Regions from separate parts of the Mus musculus genome. Here all the other regions are linked to region 1. A link is a contact called in public HiChIP or PLAC-seq and promoter capture Hi-C data. All regions are on one chromosome and are shown on one strand. The core of a region is the stretch at or near the end of the contact, and the rest is flanking DNA. Distances in the headings are between cores, read along the strand shown.

Region 1 (3,599 bases), core at 729-3,228:
GATGTGGGCCAATGTGCTGAAGAGGTCAGCATAGGAACTTTGGGAAGGTCATGAAACAATCACCCCTCCAGGAGAGGCTAATTAGCATTTTTCAGACCACAGGGTGGAACCAAACCGAGGGTGGGGACACATTCAGCAGGACTGACCATTGCTCACCTTCAGACAAGGGAAGACCTTGTCACCTCATTCCCTAAAGACCAATCAGTTTAAAGGGTGCACTGTTCTGCCAATCATATTGTGCCTAGTTGCTGATGCTCTGTTCTGCCCCTGGAAACCATATAAAAAGTCGCTGAACTAGTGCTGGGGGTCGTCACCTCTCCTTCGGGTCTGGGACGATCCCAGTGCACTGGAACAATAAATTCCGATTGCGCCAGGTGTGGTGGCGCATGCCTTTGGTCCCAGCACTCAGGAGGCAGAGGCAGGCGGATTTCTGAGTTCGAGGCCAGCCTGGTCTACAGAGTGAGTTCCAGGACATCCAAGGCTACACAGAGAAACCCTGTCTCGAAAAACAAACAAACAAAATAAATAAATAAATTCCACGTGGTTCACTCAGGGGGTCCTCGGTAAGCTAAGGCTCCCTGGAGTCTTACAGTGCTTGGCAGGGGAGTGGTGTCCATTTTTGAAGTTGGTTATCTTGGCTAAGTTTAAAAGTGCCAAAGAAAATGAAACAAATAAAACTGAATGAAAGCTGGGTAAGCTTCCATGAATAGCCCTGCAACAGAAATGTAAGGGTTTAAATGGTTGCAGTATTCAATTGGAAAGATGTGAAATACTTTCTGGAATATCTGCCCCAGAGCTACACACCTCAAAAGCTGATGTGTTTATCCTTTGATTTGGACAGATTAGCCCAGGAATCATCCAGATCAGTTCAGGTGGGTATTTAACCTAGCTCCCAGAACGCGGTTGTCCAGGAAAAAGGTCTTTTTCCTTGTTCTTTAGGGCTGAGACATTTAAAGACACGTCAAAGGCAAACTGGTTTGAATTCAGACACGTTGTTGCTGACTGATGAGCCTGCTGTATCGGGAACACACGCTGGGAGCAAGACTCAGGTTCCCCAGGCTCTTCTACCAAATGAACCCAGAATCAAAATTGCAAATAATCCTTTTAATTCCAGCTGTTTTGGCCCAGGCCTTTAATCATGACTCCCCGGAAGCAGAGGCAGTCGGATCTCTTGAGTTTCAGGACAACCAGGACTGCATAGAGAACCCTGTCTAGAAAATCCAAATCAACCAACCAAATACTCCTTTAAATTCCAATTTTAAAACAAAAATTGCATAATGAAGGGAAATGGCTGTGTTGGCATACTTAGTCGTGCCTCATATCAAGGGCGTTGTTTAAGGCCTACAGAGGATCATTAACCATCAGAGCCCATCTTCAGACCTGGGGGCCCTAGGCTATCTCAGTTCTCCAGGACAGCGGCTCTCCTATCTCCGCAGAGGCAGAAGGACTTCAGAGTGCTAAGCTGCAACGGCTTTCCCGCTTTGCACTTGCTTGGGAGAGAAATTTTCCGTAGTAGGCCCTAGGTCTTTAAGGTTGGTCGAGCCCAGTGCTAAACTCAGATTCTGAGAACAAGGGTGGAGCAAGGCGTGATCCAAAAGCCCCGGGGTGATCCAAAAGCTTCAATAAACAAGTGAGGGCGGGTGCACCTGTGCCCGGATCTCCAAATCCCGTTCGCACCAGGGCTTCCGCCTCTAGACCTCATCCCCTGCCTGGAGCTTCGGCCCGCCCTTACTCTGGGCAATGACTAACAAGGCTGGACCACAACACTTCAGGCCCAGCTCCGAGATTTATGTCCTGCTGCAGCACGCGTCAGAAGGCCACTTCAGTCCAGGACCCTAAAAACCCCGCCCCCGTTCCTCCAGTCTCTCTCCAAGGCGCCTAGCGACCTTCGGCCCAGCGCCCCACGCGCAGAGGCGCTCTTCTCTGACGTACGGCGCTCTCAGAGTGACGCACAAGTCCCGCCCCGACCTCAAGCCCCGCCCAGGCTGTGGCCATTCCCCGCCTCTTGTATCTTGAACCGCTTCTCCCTGAGCTCAGGCGGCGTTTTCCGATCCTGCTGCGGTCTAGGTGGCGTTTCTGTCCGGCCACGAGAGACTGTATAGCCCCGCCGCCCGCGGGCAATGGTGCGGCGGAGCGCGCAGACGCGGGCGGCCCTGCGGTGGGTATGAAAGGAGGATGGAAGGGCAGGACGAGGTGTCGGCGCGGGAGCAGCACTTCCACAGCCAAGTGCGAGAGTCCACGGTGCGTGGTCGGGCGGTTCCCTGGTGCTGCGCCGCGCGTTGGACCCAGGAGCGCAGCGTAGACCAGCACGGTCCCATAGTTTCTTCCCGGACCCTTCACGCATGTTGGCCTTCCAGCACCCCACTGGGTCTGCTGCAGACTGACTCCGACGCCCCGCATCACTTGAGACCCGTTCACCTGCTCCCCATCTTCTCACCTCTGTCACCTCCTGCTCTGTCACCCTACTGCTCTCTCCTCTTGTAGGTCTCCCTCGCGCCACCAGCGTTCTCTCCCCTCCTTTCTGTCCTCTCCTTACCTATGTTCCCTCCCCTTCATTCTAACTTCCTATCTTTCTCCTGTCACCTTTATACCCACCCACCACCCCGTACCTATGTCTTCCTTCCGCTGCGTCACCTGTGCTCCTCCCTTTCCCTGAGCTCCCTCCTATCATTTCTGCCCGCTTCCAGTCACCTGTGCCCACCTCTGGTCACCTGAGTTCGGCTCTCCTCCCAACACTTGTAGCCCGTCATCATCGGACCTCCTCAGTCACCTACACTTAACCTGCGTCCATTTCTCCTATACTCTCCCTATGCGTCCATTCAACTCATCTGCACCTTTATCATCTGCTTCACCATCTTCACCTGAGTTTATCCCGCATCTCCTGCTAACTGAGGGTATAGGGTGATGGGTGGCTGCCTCTTTTCTTCTAGCCGGGCGTGGTACCTGGTATCTGGGCTGAGCTTGCTGTGGCTCAGCTGTAAGTACAGACACCTGGCTTCCCAAGCTTCCAGCCCTGCAGTGGCTCTGGCCTCCCACCCGCATCTCCCTATACTCACACCCTCTCTAAACCCCTCTATCCAGGACAGAGTTAAAAACTTCCCGAGGAGTGTAGACAAGTCTTTCGTAGGAAGGGCGAGAGCAGGAACCTACAGTGCTGTCAAACAACTGCTCTGGAAAGGATGGACCCCTTTCATCCTGCTGTTTCTAGCAGGTCAGGAAGCCAGCTTGGCTCCCTAAGGTCTCTTTTGATGAGTGCCTTTCAGGATGCCCTACACTATTGTAAAAGAATTAGTTTGTGTCCCCATAACTCTGCAAAGTATGTTCAAGTTACATATTTGCATTCACCTCTCTTCTAGTTCACGTTCCCCTCTCAGTCACACCCTTGGTTTGAGGGAAACATTCTGGTTCAGTTTGTGCAGTTACTGATTTTGAAAACTGAGAACTGGCTTGCCGAGTCATACTGAAGTAAGAGGAGATGCATTAAATCTGAGTTGATAGAGTTTAGTACAATGTAGTTGGTTAATTTTTATTTTTATTACTTCTTTGATTATTTCATACAATGTATTTTGAGCACATTCATCCCTCCCCAGCCCCTCCCG
Region 2 (3,599 bases), core at 750-3,249, 980 kb after region 1:
ATTCATCACAACCTCAACACTAAGGTGATTAGTTATGCCTTATGTCCTCTTTATATTATGCTTAAAATAGAATCCAACCCCAAATCTGGAAAACAAACAAAACTGCCAATTTTCTTTTTTTCCTAGGTTTTTTTCCCTCCCTTAAGCCAGCAAAACAAAGTGAGACCATCAACTCATCAGAACTTTCAAGTGGCTCCCACTGTTCTAAGAATTAAGACCTAAAGAACCTATGCAAGGCCCATTTCCAGACTCTCCTACTCTCTGTACTCAACCCAATGCCCTTCCTTCAGTTAGGAACTGCTACAGTTACACACCCCACTCCCTACACACATACCAGAAAGACCCACTCCTTTACTCCACTCAGAAGCCATTCATTTCTCCAGGTCTCCTTGCTATGTTGCCCATCCCACTTTACTTCTGCTTGTACCTATTATACACTCAAAATCCACGGAGTGCTCAGTTTACTACAGAGCTCCATCCACAAAGGCAGGCCTGCTTTTGTATGCAGCTCAATCACCACAAATGCCTAGTGCCTCAGTTCATGTCATATCTGCTGTGACAACTGAGACCATGGCTTCTCTGCAGGCTCTTATTAGATCTCACTGCTGTTAGCATGTCCTTCCTCCCTGAGTAACTGGGGCAGCCAGAAGCCTCACCAAAATGCATAAACACTAGAATCCAAAGATCTTACCCTGAAGGGCAAGTCCCCAGATAGCCTCTCCTCCCATTAAGTGTCCTATGTCCTGGCTAGTAGTATCACAGAAGCAGATCTTGGCTAGCCCCTGAGGTACAAAAGAGACTCACTTCAAAGATTCAAATATATTCGATTTCTCTTTGACTACCATATAACTCTAATAGAATGTAGTAAAAGAAAAAAAAAGATATACATATGTATATATTGTCTGCCAATAATCTTTCAAGATATAGGAAATCTCAGTAAAACCCAGCCGGCTCAGCAGTACCTTGATGATTGCAACTTGATGATCTTTGCAACTCCCAGAACAAAGCACAGACCTGCATTAAGGACAATGGTGTCCTGACCACTGATAGCCATGATCTTACATATCCTCCAAAGGCCATGGTTAAAGATGTGGTTGATCTCCAACCTGTGGTGTTCCTGGAAGACTGAATAGGGCATCAGAAAGTGCCCCAGTTATATGGCACTTTTCTTCCTAAGCATAACATGAGGCCATCTTGGGATAGAGAATACTATGGCTCAGCAGCCAGGGCAAAATAATGGTTACAATGGGTCATTGTAATTGTAATGGAAGAGATGGTCCCAGAGTCTCACCTAGGATTCTGCCATGGCTCTTTCCTGCCCTCCTGCAGCTATAAATGATCTTAGGAAATGCTAGCATATATAAGACATGGGAGCTTCACTGAAAAGTAGAACTCCATGATGCATCTTTTATGAGGTCGTTGTCTACAATGGAGTGGGACATGGTAGTGATACAACTTGGAGGTCACTTACATCCTTGTAAGTTACCCTTCCTCTATGCTCTGTAAACTCATTGGCTTACCAAGGTGGATTTGGGTAGAATTGTATTTTGTCTGTCACTGTAATCCATGGGCAAATATTTTTTCGTGTCATCTCAGGGAAAGCTAATGACTGGAGAGATTTTTGAGATGACCTCAGCTCCTTTCTCTTCCTCTGCCCAGCTGCTAGGAGAAAAGAAGGCCTTCTCTGTATAACGCTGAAGAGGTGAGGCTTAGAAACTGTGGCTCAAAACCTGACTTGGTGAGACAAGGTAAACCTTTTTTCTTCTTTAAAACCAATTACTCACCTTTTCACAGTAATGAGAAGCTGATGAACACAGCAGCCCCTGTTATCTGTGTTCCAAGGAACTAAAGACTTCTAAAGAAAAGACCCACCCCAGAGCCACACAGAAAAAGGCTGAGACACATCAAACAAGAGTTTGAGTATAGGGAAATAAGCATACATTCAAAGAACAATGGAGAGTTCTCTATGGACACAGAAGCCAATAAGAAGAGAGCCCCTCTAGCGAATCATGATGAGATCTAGCATCAACGTAAATAATGGCCGTGACAGTTCACTGAAAAACCCAAACCTCACAAAGCTGACTAAAGTTAAGAAAATGAACAAGTAAGAGCAGATACACAAGGCACACTAGAACTGGACACATCAGTGCTGGATGGTAAGAAGATAGTGTAGTAAGTGGGGCACTCAGAGCTCCTTCCCAACTACAACTTACAGTGGGTAAGGCCAGCTGTAGAAAAGACTTGGCAAACACTGCCTCACCTAAGTCATTAAAGCTAATCTCAGCAATATAGGGCAAGTCTGCACAGCCACACCAAGGACACATTCCCTTCTATGTCGAGCCTGCCAAACACAAACAACCTCAAACATATCAGAAGAAGCAATAGATAAGATGTAAATTACAGCAAAGGCCACAAAAATCACAGACTGTAGTCTTTTAAAAGGTCAAAGGCAAGCAACATAAAAACCAAGAGACTGCTCCAGACTAAAAGGAGACCAGAAATCAAACATATGGCTCTGGGTGAGACCCCAGGCTAGGCTGGTGCACTATACAGTGTGTAGCTACAGTCTCTAGTGCCTCTGGCCTAAGGCAGCACTCTGTACCTCCAATCTTCTCATAAACCACCGGAGGAAGAGAAATTACTTAGTCATAAATGGACATTGAAATACAGAGAGACAGAGGGTGGGGGTGGAGGAGCAAATGCAGTACAAGATAGAAACCCCTGGTGGATGTGGGAAAGGGACAAGGCCTCAAATTTTCTCTTTCATCCAAGATGTAACAAAACGAAATTTAGCCTGTGACCCACAGAAAGAGGGACCCACACACTGTCTCTAAAGGAAGCCTGGTGAGAAGGACGGAGATACCCTCACTGCCTCTCTAAGACAGGGAAGAAGAGGGACAAATTCACCCCATTTTCCAAAGCAAGCTCCCATAGATCAACTGAGGTCTTCCACGGGATAGTAGGACAGCCTTTAAAAACAAATACAAAGAAGCCCACTGCGGACCAGCCAGCTTTCCTGCTGGGTGGGGGTCCTGAGTCTCTCCCACTTCTCCATGTGCTCAAAGAAGACAACTGTTTACTTAGTTTGCTGCCAAATTTCTAAATCTTTCATAACCGGGATCAGGATAAAGTATCTGCCTACTTTCCACTTTCTCCCTTCAACCAAAGGATAGTTCCCGGAAAGGAACTAGGCCTTTGTTTTACTGATAAGCAAAGATGTAAATCAAGTAACCAAGGTCACTCAGAGGTGAGCTGGGTTTCACCTCTCAGGAGCCAGAAGAGGCTGAAGGCTTTGTTTTAACTGCTTGTTTCTAAGGTTAATCAGAGAAGGACTGATGGTCCCAGCAGTCACAGGAAATAAACTTTTGATGTTTCCTACCTTTGCTTTTATTATTAAATAGGGCCAAGACTCAGAATTGAACCCAACCAGATGTCTGGACCTACTGCTTCGTTATGTGGAGACTCAGTTTGCTCCACAGTGAAATGAAAATGTGAGTGGCACATGCTCAACCCTAGACAAACAGTAGCCATTGCAAATGCCAGCAGGAAGCACAGACCTCTTTAAATCCTCAGGAACACTTTAATCTGCCACCGATTTT
Region 3 (3,599 bases), core at 747-3,246, 830 kb before region 1:
GATGGGTATTTCATAGGTTTTAGGTGTCTGGACACACTGCTTCATTTAGTAAGTAACTGAGGGCAGACTTCGATGCGTACTCTAACTAGCATGGACTTTCCACTTATAAATTACAAGTTTCTCAAAAGTTTTCGTTTTTAAAGGTTTTTTCCCTTTATTTTTCATTTTATCCATGTGTGTTGCCTGCATGTATTTGTCTATGCTCCACATGCATGTAGTACCCTGAAGAGGCCAGAAGAGGGCATCAGATCCTCTGGGGCTGGAATTACAGATGCTTGTGAGTTGCCACGTGGGTCCCTGGAGCCTTTGGGGAACAGCCAGTGATCCTGACCACAGAACGATCTCATCTGCCCAAAATGTTTTTTTTTTTTTAATTATGTCAACAGCCTTTAATCGCAGCACCTGGAGACAGAGGCAGGCAAATCTCTGTAAGTCCAAAGCTAGCCTGGTCTGTAAGTTCAAGGCCAGCCTGGTCCATATAGTGAATCCGAGGATAGTAAGGCCCTATCCAAAAAAGAAAAGAGTTTGGCCCTCTGGCTCCCAAGATGCTCTCTTGTACCATGTTCCTGCCACGTGTGAAGACCCCCAAAAGATGCAACCCCTCAAGACCCAAGACAGTAAGCCAAATACATTTCTATTTGTTACAAAACCCTGCCTGCCAGTTGTGGTGGCACACACCTTTAATCCCAGCACTGGGGAGGCAGAGGCAAATGGATCTCTGAGTTTGAGGCCAGTCCAATCTACACAGTGAGTTCTAGGACATTCAGGGCTACACAGAGAAACCTTGTCTTGTAAAACAAATCAAAACAAAAAATTACCCTGAAAGACCCTCGAGGGGAGACCCTCACTCAGACACTCAAGTCCCGGGACAGCCGCGTACCCAAGAAGACACTGAGACCATACATAAAATGTAGAAGGCAAGATTTAATAAGGCAGCAACATGAAAGCACACAGACCAGAGCTCTGGGGTCGAAATAAAGCAGCAACATGGAAGCACACAGAGCTCTGGGGTCGAAACTCATACACCTTAGCACAGGGTAGAGGAGTCTCGACGGTCAGCCAGAATTTTTCACAGGCTTATATAGTAAAACTCAAAGGGGGAGAACTGGGCAGGGAAAGTACAAGTTTACATCACTAGGGAGTTCTGCCAAGGGACAAGGGGTTCTGCCAAAGGATTCTACGTAACTAAGGAGTCATGTCCTATCAAGGAACCTACGTAACTAAGGAGTACCTGGTTCATTTTGAGGTTGTTCCAGGAGGCCTTTATCTCAAAAATGTTTTTGGAACAGTTTTTAGTTGGGAGGGTTCAAACTTTAGGGTGAGGAGTTTTGGGGTGAAAAGTTTAGGAGTGTTCTGGGAACAATCTCTAGATGGGAGGGGGTGGGCTCCGAGGTAAAAAATTCATGTTCTCACAAGAGGCCAGTAATTTTCTATTCTTCAACCCAGCCTGAGGTATTCTGACATACAAATACAGGGGACGGATTCAAGGTGTTTGATGGAACAAGAGCTGGCTTTCTTGTACCATGTGTGTTCCAGGGACCAGTTCAGGCTGTGGAGTTTGGCGGCAAGCTCCTTTACCCTCTGAGGCATCTTGCTGCCCCCTTTATAGTCTTTTCTAACCTTGGTTCAGTTTTGAAGGTCTAGCTTCCTGGAGGCATTCCAAAATGATCCAAGTTTCCTAGGCCCTGGGGACCATGCCTGAACCTGCCTCTGTGACCTGTTGTTTTTTGTGACGTGGTACCTGTGTCCCCTCCGCCTGCCCAGGAGAACCAAGGCACACTCCTCTCACAGAATCATGTGGGGGTCCAGGTGGCCCCAGTGACCTGGAAGCATATCTGCCCGAATCACAGGCTGTGACACTTGCTCTGTCAACTCACCTTGGCTCCCTCTGATCTTTCCTCCCTTCCTTCAGTAATAGCCCTGCCAGCTGGGGCGGGGGGTGGGGGGGGGTGGGGGGAGGAAATTTGCATCCTGGAACAGCCGGAGGGCTTTAGGGACTGCTGCGTTGAGCCATGTCCTCTCTAGCTCTCTCCCAGCTGCTCCTGGCCGTGACTCTTCCCCTGCTGGAGTTGGAGCCAACATTTGTCCCCACAGCCCAATCAGTAAGTACTGGGGTGAGTGAGGACCCTGGGGAGACCTGCAGAGGCCACAGTCAGAGCCACAGGTTGTGAGGAACCACAGGGTGTAGGATGAAAGGTGGAAGGAAGGGACCAGCTTGCCCCCAAGAAGGCAATCTTCCTGCCCAGGGTGAGGGGACACTTCCATAGCTTTACCTGAGTCCCCATGACACCCTACGACACCTGCTGCTCTTTTGGCTACCAACTTACAATGAAATGAGAAGAAAACCTTTGCAGATGTAGAAGCTTATTAGCATAGACGATGGGAAAGAGTCTGAGGAGAAGCGTGGAGCCTAGGCTTGCATTTTATTATCTATTTATCTACAGCTCCTAATCTACTGCAATCCCCAGATCTAAATATCCCTATCTGTAGCTTCCTCTGTGGCATGTCTTATCTATAGCCTATCCTTGCCTGCACCTGTTTGTTTGTTTGTGTTATATCCTCCTAGTTTTCATGTACTTCCTTGTTTTTATTTTCTGTGTGGATCTTCTGTGTTGCCCAGGCTGCTCTTGAACCCTTGCACTTAAGTAAGGGATACTCCTGCCCCATTATCTTAAGTAAGGGATACCCCTGCCCCATTATCTTAAGCACTGGGATTATTGTACAGGCTTGAACCACCATGTCTGGCTTCCTTCTGGTTTTATTATTTATATTTTGGGGTGATTGTTGTTAGTTAGTTTGTTTGTTTTTTAAATAAAGGTTCACTCTGTTGCCCAGGCTGTCCTTGTACTTGCTACAGTCTTCCTGCTTCAGTCTCCTGGGTGCTGAGATTGCAAGTGTGAGCTGCCATCTGGTTTTAGATGCATACACACATGGGATTTTGAGAGGAAAACATGGGTTAATTTGCAGGACCCTGACTCCTTGTTGGAGCTCTGGACCCAGCCATTTCAATTAGCCTAGAGGCCCAGGGACAGGTCAATTCAGGAAGGAGCTAAACAAAGCATGTTGACTTCCAGGGTGTGCCTGGTTCCTGGTTTCAGGTGAGGCTGCTGGCCCTGGCAGGGTCCCTGGAATTGTGCCCCTGTCCCCGTTTCTGAACATCCTTTTCTCCCTCCAGATACTTACATTTGACCTCTGGCCTAAAGAAGAACTTCTAAGAGACCAAGTCACACCAGAGTAGCCAGGCTGCCCCTGAGGGTACCCTGGCAGGAACTTGAGACCAGCCTCTCTCCTCAGAGTCTCCTCTATCTCTTTCCAGGAGCTCAGTCCATATGGAGGGAAATCTGGGCAGCAACTGAACCAGTACAGTGGAGAAGGGGGTGAGTGGAAGGACTGGGGGGCAGGGGTATCAAGAAAGGGGAAAGGAGCCGGGCTTGGTGGTGCACGCCTTTAATCCCAGCACTTGGGAGGCAGAAGCAGGCGGATTTCTGAGTTTGAGGCCAGCCTGGTCTATAAACTGAGCTCCAGGACAGCCAAGGCTATACAGAGAAACCCTGTCTCGAAAAAAACCAAAAAAAAAAAAAAAAACAAAACAAAAAAAA
Region 4 (3,599 bases), core at 554-3,053, 700 kb before region 1:
TAAAAAGACATAGACTAATAGACTGGATACACAAACAGGACCCAACATTTTGCTGCTTGCAGAAAACCCACCTCGGGGACAAAGACAGACACTACCTCAGAGGGAAAGGCTGGAAAACAATTTTCCAAGCAAATGGTCCAAAGAAACAAACTGGAGTAGCCATTCTAATATCGCATAAAATTGACTTCCAACCCAAAGTTATCATAAAAGACAAGGAGGGGCACTTCATACTCATCAAAGGTAAAATCTACCAAGATGAACTCTCAATTCTGAATATCTATGCTCCAAATGCAAGGGCATCCACATTCATTAAAGAAACTTTAGTAAAGCTCAAAGCACACATTGCACCTCACACAATAATAGTGGGAGACTTCAACATCCCACTCTGGCCAATGGACAGAACTTAGAAACAGAAACTAAACAGAGACACATGGACACTAACAGAAGTTATGAAACAAATGGATTTAACAGATAGCTACAGAACATTTTATCCTAAAACAAAGAATATACCTTCTTCTCAGCACCTCATGGTCCCTCCTCCAAAATTGACCACATAATTGGTCACAAAACAGGCCTCAACAGATACAAAAATATTGAAATTATCCCATGCATCCTATCAGATCACCACAGACTAAGGCTGATCTTCAATAACAGCATAAATTACAGAAAGCCAAAGTTCACGTGGAAACTGAACAACACTCTACTCAATGATATCTTGGTTAAGGAAGAAATAAAGAAATTAAAGACTTTTTAGAGTTTAAAGAAAATGAAGCCACAACATACCCAAACATACGAGAACAATGAAAGCACTCCTAAGAGGAAAACTCAGCTCTGAGTTCCTCAAAAAGAAACTAGAGAGAGCACACACTAGCAGCCTGACAGCACACCTATAAGTTCTAGAACTAAAGGAAGCAAATTCACCCAAGAGAAGTAGATAGCAGGAAATAATCAAATTTAGGGTGGAAATCAACCAAGTGGAAACAAAAAGAACTATTCAAAGAATCAATCAAACCAGGTGCTGGTTCTTTGAGAAAATCAACAAGATAGATAAACCCTTAGCCAGGCTAACTAGAGGGCAAAGGAACAACATCCTAATTAACAAAATCTGAAATGAAAAAGGAGACATAACAACAGAACCAGCGGAAATCCAAAACATCACCAGATTGTATTACAAAAAGCTATAGTCAACACAACTGGAAAACATGGATGAAATGGACAATTTCCTAGACGGATACCAGGTTCCAAAGTTAAATCAGGATCAGATTAATGATCTTAACAGTCCCATTTCCCCTAAAAAAGTAGAAGCAGTCACTAATAGTCTCCCAAACAAAAAAAGCCCAGGACTTAGCACAGAGTTCTATCAGGCCTTCAAAAAGACTTAATTCCAATTCTCAAACTATCCCACAAAACAGAAACAGAAGGTCCTCTACCCAATTCATTCTATGAAGCCAAAATTACTGTGGTTCCCAAACTACATAAAGATCCAAGTACAAGTATCGTATAAGCCAAAGGCTCTTTTTGAGACTGGGTCTCAAGTACCTAGGCTGGCCTTGAACTTGCTATGAAGTGAAGGCTTGCCTTAAACTCCAGATCCTCTAGCCGACTCAATCTCCCAGGAGCTGGGATTTAATGGCATGCATCCCCACACCCTGATCCTATAGGCTCTTAATGCCATAATAGGGTAAATACAGATTTGAGAAAGTGGGCAGGTGTTTGCCTTGCAAGCTGTAACCACTTCTGTCACGTGGGGGCGGGGTCTGCCACGGATTCTGGCGGCCGGAAGTTTCCCAGCAGGAAGAGGCGGGCTGGTGTTGGAGGAAAAGAGCGCCAGGAAGGTCCTGGTTTTGTCGCTGACTACACTGCTGCCAGACTGCTCCGTTATGCTGGTGGTTGGCTCCGAGCTGCAGTCCGATGCTCAGCAGCTGAGCGCGGAAGCCCCACGGCATGGAGAACTCCAGTACCTGAGGCAGGTGGAGCACATTTTGCGCTGCGGCTTCAAGAAGGAGGACCGCACGGGCACTGGCACCCTGTCGGTGTTCGGCATGCAGGCACGATACAGCCTGAGAGGTAACTGGGGCTGGTCTGCATTAGCGGGAGGACGTCCGGCAGGCAAGCTGGGCACGCGGAGACGCCGGGCGAGCGTTCTTGGATAGCCCTAACCCGGGCTCTGAGGTTCTAGGAGTCCTAAACTTCCCGTGCGCGACCCAGGTGACAACTACTTCAAGTAAACCAGGTTCTGAAGGTCTGCCTTTGACCTTAGTCCCTGTTAAACCTTTTCTCCCGAATCCAGTTTCAACCAGTTGTGCGGCCCAGAGGGAGGGAGTGGGAAGAAACCTGCGGGAGCTTGTCCAAATCCTGCTCTGAGGTCTTGACTTTGCTCCTCTTCTTCCTCCCCTTATCTCCTGCTCCCCTTTGCTGCTGCTTTTAAAATTGGAGCGAAAATGGCTTGGGCGGTGCTACGGCTGCGCGGGAAAGGGGGAGACCCGGGCCTTAGGCGGGAACTGTGGGGTTTTTCCTTCCAACAGCCTTGGCTTTTATATTTTATTTTATTTTATTTTATTTTATTTTATTTTTGGTTTTTCGAGACACAGTTTCTCTGTGTAGCCCTGGCTGTCCTGGAACTCACTTTGTAGACCAGGCTGGCCTCGAACTCAGAAATCCGCCTGCCTCTGCCTCCCAAGTGCTGCAGCCTTGGCTTTTAAAGAGTAACAAGAGGCTGTTGAGGAGCAAAGGATGGAATCAACCACAGGGCCTGGAAGGGCACAGAACCTCCTAGGTGTTGGCTGAGGATGGGGGTGCTAATGGTGGCATTCAGGAAACATGAAGAGCAACCTGACACTGGAGTAGAGAGTAGCTTTGAGTGGGGATATGGCCGCTCTTAGGACATTTGCTTAGTCTCAAACATTTTCTGGAGCTGTAAACTACAGCTTCTACTGCACAGATTGGTCCAGCCTAAAGGACCTCCCAAGAATTGTGGACCCTGATGAACCACAGACCTTTTAATTCACGTCCTCTGCTTAGACTGTGGACAGGTTTTTTTTTTTTTTTTTTTTTTTTTTTAAAGTATAGTTGTGTTTTGTTTTTGTCCTTTACCTCTCTAGTGTTCATTCAGCTTTTCGATGATGTTAAAGCTGGAAGTAGTGCTCTGGTTGCAAAACCTTCACTCAGACTACACCACTAACCTGAGCATTTTCACTTTGCCTTGTGGGTTGCCTCACCTGCACCACCCCTTTGCCTCTTAAGCTGTGGACACTTGTGCATTTCCTTTGGGTACCTGCGAAGTGGAGGTCACAAAGTTCCCTGATAGCCATTCCGAGGAGTAAACAATTCTGTTTCCATATACTAGGTCAGTTTGCTTTCCAAATATTTGAAAACTGTTCAGTTTTTACATGATTGATATCACCTCTATGCCCATGGCATAGTGGACTTGGGGCGAGGTGCTTTTAGGCTGTGTCTGAGGCCACATTTTGTATGATGCCATTACAGCCCAGTGATCGAATTCACAGTGGCTGATTAGTGGGTGGGGACTTTTTGCCACATGGGTATCCCCTGGAGAACTGTGGTGTCCTCACTGACTTGCCGGGTAGCTGGGCAGGAGC

What was found. Promoter capture Hi-C pulls out the DNA fragments that hold promoters and counts their contacts. HiChIP or PLAC-seq counts read pairs in DNA pulled down with a chosen protein or histone mark.
Region 2: a contact with region 1 is called in an H3K27ac HiChIP or PLAC-seq map of embryonic stem cells, with 8 times the contacts expected there. The contact joins the enhancer-like site here to the promoter of Lmbr1 in region 1. A contact is called at or near these places in 5 of 39 promoter capture datasets (cranial neural crest, frontonasal cranial neural crest, hippocampal neurons and 2 more), 9 of 115 datasets of contacts at active chromatin or transcription factors (bone marrow-derived macrophages, embryonic fibroblasts, embryonic hindbrain and 5 more) and 2 of 9 other capture datasets (adipose tissue and pancreatic islet).
Region 3: a contact with region 1 is called in a promoter capture Hi-C map of the HPC-7 cell line, with 4 times the contacts expected there. The contact joins the promoter of Adgrf3 here to the promoter of Lmbr1 in region 1. A contact is called at or near these places in 8 of 39 promoter capture datasets (3T3-L1-derived adipocytes, the C10 cell line, the HPC-7 cell line and 4 more), 1 of 15 datasets of contacts at CTCF or cohesin (large pre-B cells), 4 of 484 Hi-C or Micro-C datasets (B cells, the HL-1 cell line, pre-B cells and 1 more) and 1 of 115 datasets of contacts at active chromatin or transcription factors (stem cell-derived neural progenitor cells).
Region 4: a promoter capture Hi-C map of embryonic stem cells shows a contact between it and region 1, with 3 times the contacts expected there. The contact joins the promoter of Tyms here to the promoter of Lmbr1 in region 1. A contact is called at or near these places in 3 of 39 promoter capture datasets (embryonic stem cells, hippocampal neurons and liver), 1 of 15 datasets of contacts at CTCF or cohesin (the NIH/3T3 cell line), 1 of 484 Hi-C or Micro-C datasets (the N1E-115 cell line) and 2 of 115 datasets of contacts at active chromatin or transcription factors (bone marrow-derived macrophages and embryonic forebrain).

The regions. Positions count from the first base shown.
Region 1 is chr5:29,376,769-29,380,367 of GRCm38.p6, reverse strand. It overlaps Lmbr1 (limb region 1), which reads left to right and starts at 1,978. Exons shown (of 17, transcript NM_020295.3): 1 at 1,978-2,241. The coding sequence starts at 2,176.
Region 2 is chr5:28,398,596-28,402,194 of GRCm38.p6, reverse strand. The region is part of intron 15 of Rbm33 (RNA binding motif protein 33); the gene reads right to left. Among named protein-coding and RNA genes, the nearest start is that of 9530036O11Rik, 67 kb to the left of the region's middle. Within about 2 kb of position 1,999, at least 39 of the 459 cell types and tissues checked have an H3K27ac peak or open chromatin away from gene starts, as enhancers often do. A contact at or near this core is called in embryonic stem cells, where this site is marked.
Region 3 is chr5:30,204,119-30,207,717 of GRCm38.p6, reverse strand. It overlaps Adgrf3 (adhesion G protein-coupled receptor F3), which reads left to right and starts at 1,996. Exons shown (of 14, transcript NM_001014394.2): 1 at 1,996-2,102; 2 at 3,317-3,377. The coding sequence starts at 2,013.
Region 4 is chr5:30,071,829-30,075,427 of GRCm38.p6, reverse strand. It overlaps Tyms (thymidylate synthase), which reads left to right and starts at 1,803. Exons shown (of 7, transcript NM_021288.4): 1 at 1,803-2,067. The coding sequence starts at 1,881.